2 separate regions of the Ovis aries genome follow, and region 1 is linked to region 2. The links are chromatin contacts, called in public Hi-C maps. All regions are on one chromosome and are shown on one strand. The core of a region is the stretch at or near the end of the contact, and the rest is flanking DNA. Distances in the headings are between cores, read along the strand shown. Region 1 overlaps LGR4 (leucine rich repeat containing G protein-coupled receptor 4). Region 2 has its middle 150 kb from the start of BBOX1.

Region 1 (4,658 bases), core at 1,117-3,616, 280 kb before region 2:
TTTTTTTTTAGTATGGTGGCCAGTTGCCTTGGAACCAGTGTCATTCTTTGGCCACCCCCCCCCCCTTCTCTTTTTTTATCCCCCGCCTTTCAGGTTGAAGTTACATATTTGAAGTCATTTTCCTTCAATAAGGTGAAATTTAACTTTTCAGTGCAAAATATTAACTTTGCTGTGAGGAGCATTTTGCCTACAAAAGATACATTATGTGGAAAAGTTGGGGCGGGAGTGGGGAACCAGAAGGGAAGAAGACTAGGTAGAGGGGATGGGACTATTTTTTCCCCCCAAGACCTCTTTAAACTTTTAGGGAATTCATTGCAGAAGAGGTGCCTTTTCCTGACACTTCTTTCAAGCCCCAGAGAGAAAAGCAGTTGAAAAGACCTTGTTGAGCAGATTCCTTGAGTTTTAGTGACTAGTCTTGCCTGCTCTGTAAGGAAAAGGGCTGTTTTACATTATTACCTAAAAAGCACAAAGAAATATCACATTTTTATGAGAGTGCACTCCTTGCTATAGAGCATCAGACATCTTTCTTTAGAATTCAACAATGTTCTGTTTTTGACTTTGAGCCTTACACAAGTGACTGTGGATGGCTTGGGAAACATGAAGATAATTGGCACCAGTCCAGATCAGATTGCCTAAACTAGCATCATCGTAGCACTTTCTGAGCTGTGGTTAGAGGGCACTTGTGTTACATTTTCTTCTTCATGACCTGTAGAGTATTATACACCTGACAACTCCTTATTTCACTCTCCATTTCACCTTAAAAGTATGTTATGTGACCAGTGCATGTAAAGGGAGTCGCAAGGGCAATATATTTGCATTTTGGAAAATCAGTGACTTAAAAAGCCGCATTGGGGAGGGGTGGGTGCCCACACACAGTTGATCTTACAAGACATCTTGGAATCACCCAAGCACTTTTTGCAAGTACTTCTGATTTACTATCCCATCACAGCTTTGGTGAGCCTAAGCTACACACCAAGGGACTAGATCAAGAGTCCCCAAACTTTGATTGACCGATTTTCTAATTTCTGGAGCATGGGCACCGAGGCCTATTTAGTTATCTGTAAAATGGTAATCACCAAAATAGAAATCAAAATGATGAGACTATAATTTTAAATCAATTCTTGTATTTTTTTTTTTTTGTCATTCCTCAGTGGTATCTTGCCTTCACCTCACTCAGGGGTGTACACATCCCACATTGGAAACTCTTGGTCAACAGAGCAGGGATTTCGTTTTATTCAACGTGGAGGGCACAGAGCCCAGTACCCAGGAAGCACTTTAAAAATGTTGCAGTGAATAAATAAGGACTTCAGGGCACACCAAGGGGCAGAATTGGGGATTGGAATTCAGCCCTCATTCCCACATGGGATTGCCAAACTCTGCATTCTCAGCATTTAGCCTTTTGTCCAGATCTGAGAAGGCCCCAGAGTGAGGAGGCTACCTGCTTCTTCTCCTTTAGGCTCGTTTAAACTTGTTCAGTCTAACAGTGTCTATTTCCTGCCGAAAGCTGCTTTATCCAAGTCTAGGGGCAAAATCAGATCTAATCCTCAGTATTGTTGATGAGATTCTTGTGTTCACAGCATCGGCTGCACCTGTAGTGATTATTTATATTTCGCAGCAGCAGTTCCCCATCCTGTGTCACAGTGCAATGGCTCGTCACACATCACCCTGAGATGTTTGAAAGGAAGTGCTCTGACTGGTATTAAAATTCCAATGTGTATTTTTAATCAAAAAGATTCAAGGTTATTCCTCTATTAGATCTAATAAGGTCTGTCTTAATCACCTGTGTTCCAAGATTCTTGATGGGGAGATAAAGAGATGAAGTCACCGTGGAGGTGGGGAAGGGACTGTGAATGTATGTTCTCTGGTTTGTGTGGCCAAACCACAAAATTTGAGACCTGTAGGGACACAAATTTCCACATCCTAGGTTATATCTGGTGCATAGTTTTAGGATTATAAAGGCTGTTTCTGTGGCTTTGTGGAGAGGGTACTAGGTTTGAGCCCTTGACCGTAGTAGTTCTTACCATACTACTCAGTAATTGGGTGGCCTTGGGCAAGTCACTCTTTTATTTTGGGAGGCGGGTGACAGTTTTTCATTTGAAAAATGAAGTCATTGGATTCACTATGTCCTGTTTAGGCTGCTTGTAGCTTCCAGATAGATGTTCTATGATTTTATAATCCTTTCACGGTTTTGGGATGGCAAGGTGACTATAGCATTCTGCTGCTTTCGTGAAAAGATCCCAGAAGGATCTGAATATCCTTCTAGTTGAAGTTGCACAAGCCTATTTATTGCCACTCACTCTGAGGAAGAGTTCTTTGTGTTTAGAAGTGTGTGTTAGGAAATTTGCCATGGAGACTTGTTACAGAATGCCTGACTAGCTAAGGCGCTTTGCTGGGGTAGAATAGCCCCGCTTGTTTCCTGTCGGTATGGCTTCACACTTGGAAAATAAAATCACTCTGTTTCAGTAATTTGGATACTGTACAAAAAGTTACTCAACGTCCTCACTTCCATGTAATTAGTCATAATCTCTCCAGCCTTCACAGTGTGCGTACCCTGTACAGAGGCAGGTTAGCAAGCTTTCTATATAAAATTGATGGTTACCTGAGGGGCTTTGAAGGGTTTTAAACAATAATCTGTTGTTTCTTCTTCTTTGGGAAGCATCATCTCAAATTCTTCCCTAAGGTGTACTTTTTTCATGATCCCAAGCACCTTTCTTTTAATAGTATTATTTGAAAATATTTTCTTATGTTTCCTCTAATGTTAGTTGTATTCCCAGGCAGGTCAGTAATCAGTGGCTAAATGTTTATGCCTTTTTTGATGGTCAAGTCTTGATATCTTGCTGTCTGAATTACTGTCTGTAAATTTCATTGTTAGCTTTTCTGTGGTCTGTCTCTCTAGCGAAGTATTTGTGTTATATACCAGGGAACTTTGTTCTAAACAAGGGCAATATATGAACATCTTTAAGTACAGGTCCTTCATTTCACAAACTAGTGAACTGCTGGATTTTCTTTCAATTCAAGAGGAAAGAGCATTCTGCTGGGAATACGGAGAGCTGGTTTCCAGATCTGTCAGTAAATCACACAAGTGACCTTGAGTGGTGACATACTTAACCCTTCAGGGCCTTGGTTTCTTCACCTGAGAATAAGGAAGTAAACAACTCTTACTGCCAAGAGTTTTCTTTCTATTTGATTTGATTTTTTCCCAATATGTTTGTCTGATTCTCTCTCTTGTGTTAAGAGTAGTGTAAGTGTCTCAATCCTGAAATCTCTCCGCCACCCAGAACACTTCTCCAATTGTCCAACTCTACTGGAACGTATCCATTGACTGGGAAACGCACTGCCTCACAAGGCAACAATGTGCTGGGTGTGGTCTGAGTTGTACCCAGGATTTAAACCACCGACTCTCCTTCTGGGGCTCCTGAAGGCTTGTGGTAACCACTATTATTTTATGATTCTCAGTCCAGCTCAATGCTAATGACAGTTATGGTATCACAAGCATTTAATGTCCAGGCACTTGGCTCTTACCATTAGAGTCGTAAGGTAACATTTGACAACTTAATCTCTTAGGGAAGATCAAAGTTCTGTGCTAGGAGGTGGATCCAGGCAAGTTTGGGCGTTTTCTTGGCCTCTGTCAGGTTACCTCTCAAATTCTTATTTTAGCCATCTTTATAGTAAGGAGGCACTGACAGAGAGCCTGCGAGTTTGTGTTTTGGTCTTTGGTCTCCTTGATTGTGCTTATTTATCCTTTTATTCCCATTTTTCTTATTAAGAAATAATGGATATTGGTGACTGATGGCTCTCACTGCTTTCAGTCTCTCTGAATCTGTGTAGATTGTCTAGCAAGTTGTAAGGCTCTTTTAGTGACTCTTTGACATTTTTCCAAGACTGTTTCTCACCTTTTCTCTTTAAAAAAAAAAGATATATTTCCATAAAAGCTCAGTATTTATCAGTATACCTGGGTTAAAAGTTAAACCCTCCCCAATGTGCCCTTAACTCTGAAAAATGTAACTAATGTAATTTGATAAGACAGCTTTTCTTTTCATTTTTTTTAAACTAGAGATCAAGGTTTTGACTTTAGAAATGTATTATCTAGCTTGCTCTTTAATTGCCTCCTGCAGCCTTGAAGTTTTCGGCAATGGCAAAAGCTTGTTTTCCTATATAGACAAGGGTATGGCTAATTTTTGCCTCTGTTCCCCCCAGTTTTGTTCAGTGAAGTGTAGTTTTTCGAAAGGTTCATTGAGGATAATAAAATACTTTAGCTTTAAAGTCTGTCAGTGAAGAAAAAACAGTTAAGGCATTTAACAAGTCAGTACTCTTACACAATAACTAATTTGTTTGCCTTCCCAGATATTTCTTTTGTGTTTCAACACTTGATGGGCAGACAGCAGGCCAGGTATCCGTTCTATTGTCTGAAACTGAATGAATTCAAAACTGAGTTTAGAAATGATTTTCTAGTTCATATACATTTAGTAACATGTCAACTTTCTAAAGACTTGAGCCAGTTACTACTCAAATACCCTCTTTAAAAGGCAAGATGTGGTTATTTTGCAGTGTACTCTGAAATCACCCACCCATAGACAAATATTTGTTATTAAACTTTGTATATGGCTGGGACTGTTTTTAGCAAATGTATAGAAATATTGTGTGTCCTGTACAGGCAG
Region 2 (5,056 bases), core at 2,203-4,702:
CACGACTTAGCAACTGCACAGCACAGCAGCACAGGGGCTGTGAACATGCAATCTCCTTTAATATCCAGAGCAAGCCTGCAGCATTAGAACCTATTTTCTCCATCTTATAGACAAAGAACCTCTGGAGTTCAGGAATATGGGATGACTAAGTGTTGGTCAAATATTTAGAAAACATGAGGGCTGAACCAATGATTTCCAACTCCTTGGCTTCCTCTCTCAGCATGTTTTCTGGACTCCTGTTCCTTATCCATTCACATCCCTTCTTTTCCCCTGCCCAGGTCCTAGAAGGCCCTTGTGGTTTAATTAGTAACCAGAAAATTTGCTGTCTGTTGCCATTTCTCCCACTTGCAAGTTCTTAACAAAGAGCTGGTGTGCCTTCTCTCCCTCTACCAACTTTGGCCACCTGGTTTGAGGACAGCTTCTCCTACTAGTGTTAGGATTTCAAGGGGGTACAAGTTTTCTGAGCTTAGGCTAGGACCCTTGAGTAGCACCATATAGGGTCCCTCACAAGCATGACCAGCCCGCGGGCAATTAATGACATTTCAGGAGAGAACCTTGAGGCAGGTTCTCCTTCCACTGAATGATGCCCTTGCCTATTGGTAAGCCTTCCCCATTAATGCCTGTTTTCCTGTGTTTTGCAGCATTCATCCCAGGGCTCTGGGGGAAGTCTGCCTGGCCCAATGTCCTTGCAACACTTTACTCAAGGTCTTTTGGGTTGTTATGCAAACATAACACCTCAGGCAATATTCTAATGGCTACTAAGAGATTGGAAAAAAGGTAGACTCCCTTTTTAAAAAACTTTTAATTTAATATTGGATAATAGCTGATTAACAGGGTGGTCCAGTTGGTAAAGAATTCACCTGCAATGCAGGAGACCTGGGTTTGATTCCCGGGTCAGGAATATCCCCTGGAAAAGGAAATGGCAACCCACTCCAGTATTCTTGACTGGGAAATCCCGTGGACCGAGGTGCCTGGTGTGCTATAGTCCATGGGGTCACACAGAGTTGGACACGACTGAGCAACTAAGCATGAACAGGAGCTCAGTAGCTGATTAACAATGTTGTGATAGTTTCAGATGGACAGCAAAGGGACTCAGCCATACATACACCTGTGTTCATTCTCCGCCAAACTCCCCTCCCATCCAGGCAGCCACATGACATTGAGCAGAGTTCCCTGGTCGACAGCAGGACCTTGTGGGTTATCCATTTTAAATATAGCAGTGTGTGCATGTCTATCCCAAACTTCTTCACTATCCCTTCCCCACATCTTTCCTCTCTGGCAATCATAAGTTCATTCTCTAAGTCTGTGGACTCCCTTTTTATTGAACAGAAAAGTTTAAGACTTGACTTACACTTTCACCTTGTCCTCAAGGTGTTGATATTGTCATGCACACAGCTAGATAAGATGTTAGAAACAGCTTTGTGGTCAGTCTAGTTCCCCATTCTCTTTTCTAAGTTTAGGGCCTGAGGGCTAGTTTTCGTATCTGCCTGGCTATGGAAGGTTCTTCCTTCCCTCTACCTCATTCACTCAATTTGTATGACTCGAGGTGCCTACTATGTGTCAGGGAATGTTCTAGATGGTAGTGATATGAGATAGACCCTGCTTTCACAGACCTTTCAAATTCCATAAGGGTGATTGATATTAGAATAGGCAATTATCGATATGATAAGCACTCTCATCAGGGAAGCAGCAGGTGCTACAGGAACTCATAAATGGAGCACTATCTAATGAGATCAGGGAAGACCTCCTGACAGAAGTAACTACTGAACTATGCCGACACTTGTGAGGCGTTGATAAGTGAAATTTCCATGAATTGTGTCATCAAGGCTTGGACATTTTCTTACTTCAAAGGGGATAGTTAAATTCACTGTATAAATGGAGATTGAGCAGAAATTTGAAATAATTTGAAAAATTCTAATTAAAGACTCATGTCTAAAATTTAAAAAAGGTCTCAGTTTCTTCCTACCATCTCCTTCACCCTTAGGGGTGGGCAGAACTGTAATTTAACCTGGGTATGGTTAAATTTTTTGAATTCTAATTGACGTTGACAAACAAGAAGATGTTTAAAAGAGGGGGTCACCAAGAGGTGGAGAGACTTGAACCTTTGCCATACAAGGACAGGATTGTATTTTTTAAAGGCATGAATATTTTCCTTATTACAATGTTTAAAAATATGCATTATTTCCAGATTACTCTTTTCTAAAAATAATGGCTTTATTGAGATAATTCACATGCAATTCATTACATAGGATACAATTCAGTGGATTTTAGTAGATTGCACAATTGTCACCACTATGTAAGTTCAGAACATTTTCATCAGTCCCAAAAGAAGACTTGTACCTATTAGTCACTCCTTACTGTTCTCTCCCCCTAGCCCCTTGCAGCTAGTAATCTACTTTCTATCTCTAAGGATTTACCTATGCTGGCCATTTCATTATAAATGGACTTATGTAACATGTGGCCTTTTGGTTTCCTGTTTCTTTTACTTAACGTAATAATTTCAAGGTCTCATACATTCTTGATAAGGTATAAATTAGCTCCATATTTGGATAAAAATGTATTACTATCAACCAAAAATTTAAATGCATATACTGTGATTCAGAAACTTCATGTCCAAGAATTAATCCCTCAGAAATGTTCTCACAATAAGACAGTTGTGAAAAGACATTGATTGAAACATTAACAAAGACTAGGGGAAAAAAATCTAAAGTCTATCAGTTAGGAATCTGGCTGAATGTATTACAGTCTACAGTGGAGTGATGTGCAGACATTCACAGAATGAGAAGGTCCTGTATGAAATGGTGTGGAATGATCTCCAGAAAGTATTGATAAGTGAATATAAGGGAACATAGCAAGTCAGCGAACAGTGTATAAAGCTGACTTTCACCAGTGTAAAAGAAAAAAAGTGTGCATATACATTTATGTGTGTGTGTGTGTATATGATACACACACATAGAGAGTGAGAATGAGAGAGGGAGAGAGAGGGTGGGAGGATACGGAGGGAGGAGGGAGTAATAAGACAAAGGAGAGGAGGAAAATGTCTCGGCAGGATGTCTAAAAGTGATTAATAGCGATTGTCTCCAGGGAAGGGACACGGGAAAGGGGGTCTAGAAGACAGGGAGGGAAATAGAGGGAGGCTTACTTCAGATTGCTCTCAAAAAAATTGAACCAATTTATAGACACGCAAATATTAGGATTGCATTTTAAAGGGGATACAGTGAGGCAGCAGAGCCACGAGAAACCTCACATTTTGCCTGGGACAGAGTAGACCTCCATCCTCCTCCTACTCATTAAATAGTACATACATTCCAGATGGAATGCCCTATATGGTGACTCAGAGTCATTAATAACATGACCACTTGTGCGGTGCCAAGATTAGACAGCCAAAAGCCGAGAGTCTGTTGTGTTGAAGTGGTGCTGGGTGGGAAGCACTCTCTCCAGAGATCAGGGCAGGGTATGACTTGCCAGAGGAGGGTTCATAGAATGTTTAGACTGTGACTCATGAAGGTCGTAGATGAATAAATAGCCCTCTTTCTGCTGTGACTGTTGACAGGACTGGTGACAGCTTACCTTTGCAGTTGCCAAAAAAAAAAAAACCAAACCTGATTCTGATTTTTGACAAGTCAAACTTTCCTAACCAGCCAGGCCCTCCAAAGGGACCACCATGAACCTTGCCAAAGGCAAAGGGCAATAAAGCAATGGGTGCTCTTGAAAGCTATGAAATCAGATATCTCCTCCCAGCCAAGGAAGAATTGTCACTGGGAAGGAAGGAATGGAGGAAGGAAGCTTTGCCGTTCCAGTGGTTATCTTGTTTCTTCGTGTGGCTAGTTGGCCATAGACTACCACTTTGTTAATAGCCTTAGAGTCTCATAATTCCAATGAGAAGAAACATGATTCTCTTCTTGGAAACAATTATATAATTTAGGATATATTTGGTTACAAGTAACAATAAATCTGACTGATAGTGCCTAAGCCATAAAGATGGTAAACTATCTTCTGTAATACGAAGACTGGAAGTACGTACTCTAAAGTGAGAGCTTTAGCACAACAATGTCATCAAGATGCCAGGAACATTTCCATTCTCCATACATATGTGGGTCATTGATTCTCCTGGTTTCCCCATGGCTGCAAGATGGCTACCATATTCCTAGATATCACAACAGTATTCAAAAATAGAAAGCTGATAGGAGGGGTGTAGAGAGGCAAAGGGTCCTTTCCTTGGAATGACTATGCCATTTTATCAATGAAGGGACAAAAGTATCACAGAAGCCCTCCCAGCTGACTTACACTTATATATAATTGATCAGAACACTATTAATCAGAATTGGGTCATGTGTCCGTCCACCCTTAGCTGCAAGGCAGACTGGTAAAATGAAACTGTTAATGAACAGCCATGAATGACTTAGACATTATGATTCAACCCCAAAAGCCTGGACACTTTGCTGTCTTGCCTGTTTGTTGTCAAGGAAGAAATTTATTGAAGGCAGGGAATGGTTTCTACCATATACCCTTAGAAAGCTACTTAAACATTATACTATGAAGACACATCATTAATATAAAATTAAAAAAAAAAAAAACAAGGATAGAGGTGTGAATAAGTAGAATTTTCAAGGCAAGAAGATCTACAGGGATGTGATGTATCCCAGAGAATTAGAGGGTGCTCATAGAAGATTGCAGAGAAAAACAACATCCCTTAACATGCCCTTTGCTATTCTCATCCTCTGTGAACCTTCCCAGCCTCCCCAGGCAGAGTCCCAGATCTTTCTCCCTGCTCCTGTTGCACTCTGCACACTCCTTGATCATACCCATCACCACGCTGAATTCAGAGTCAACAGGAAGTTATTGTGTCCCTTCTCAGTCCCAGTCCTATGTATCGTGTCTTTCTGCATCAGCACTGGGAGATCATCCATGGCTTCCCATTGTCACTGAGGAATGGGCTTTCATTGAAGGTAAAGCCAGGTGATCATTTAACTAAGCTCACAAGGCCTTTTGTGCTCACTCCAAGGTATTTAATTCTTCAGTCTCACGTTTCCCCACTTGCTTCTCTTTGACTCCT

What was found. Hi-C and Micro-C count contacts between places; a contact is called where the count stands out from the background.
Region 1: a Hi-C map of skin fibroblasts shows a contact between it and region 2, with 4 times the contacts expected there. The contact joins two enhancer-like sites. A contact is called at or near these places in 4 of 16 Hi-C or Micro-C datasets (blood, liver, skin fibroblasts and 1 more).

The regions. Positions count from the first base shown.
Region 1 is chr15:56,942,054-56,946,711 of ARS-UI_Ramb_v3.0, reverse strand. The region is part of intron 1 of LGR4 (leucine rich repeat containing G protein-coupled receptor 4); the gene reads left to right. Among named protein-coding and RNA genes, the nearest start is that of LGR4, 4.1 kb to the left of the region's middle. Within about 2 kb of position 2,366, at least 5 of the 54 cell types and tissues checked have an H3K27ac peak or open chromatin away from gene starts, as enhancers often do.
Region 2 is chr15:56,667,332-56,672,387 of ARS-UI_Ramb_v3.0, reverse strand. No RefSeq gene overlaps it. Among named protein-coding and RNA genes, the nearest start is that of BBOX1, 150 kb to the right of the region's middle. Within about 2 kb of position 3,452, at least 12 of the 54 cell types and tissues checked have an H3K27ac peak or open chromatin away from gene starts, as enhancers often do.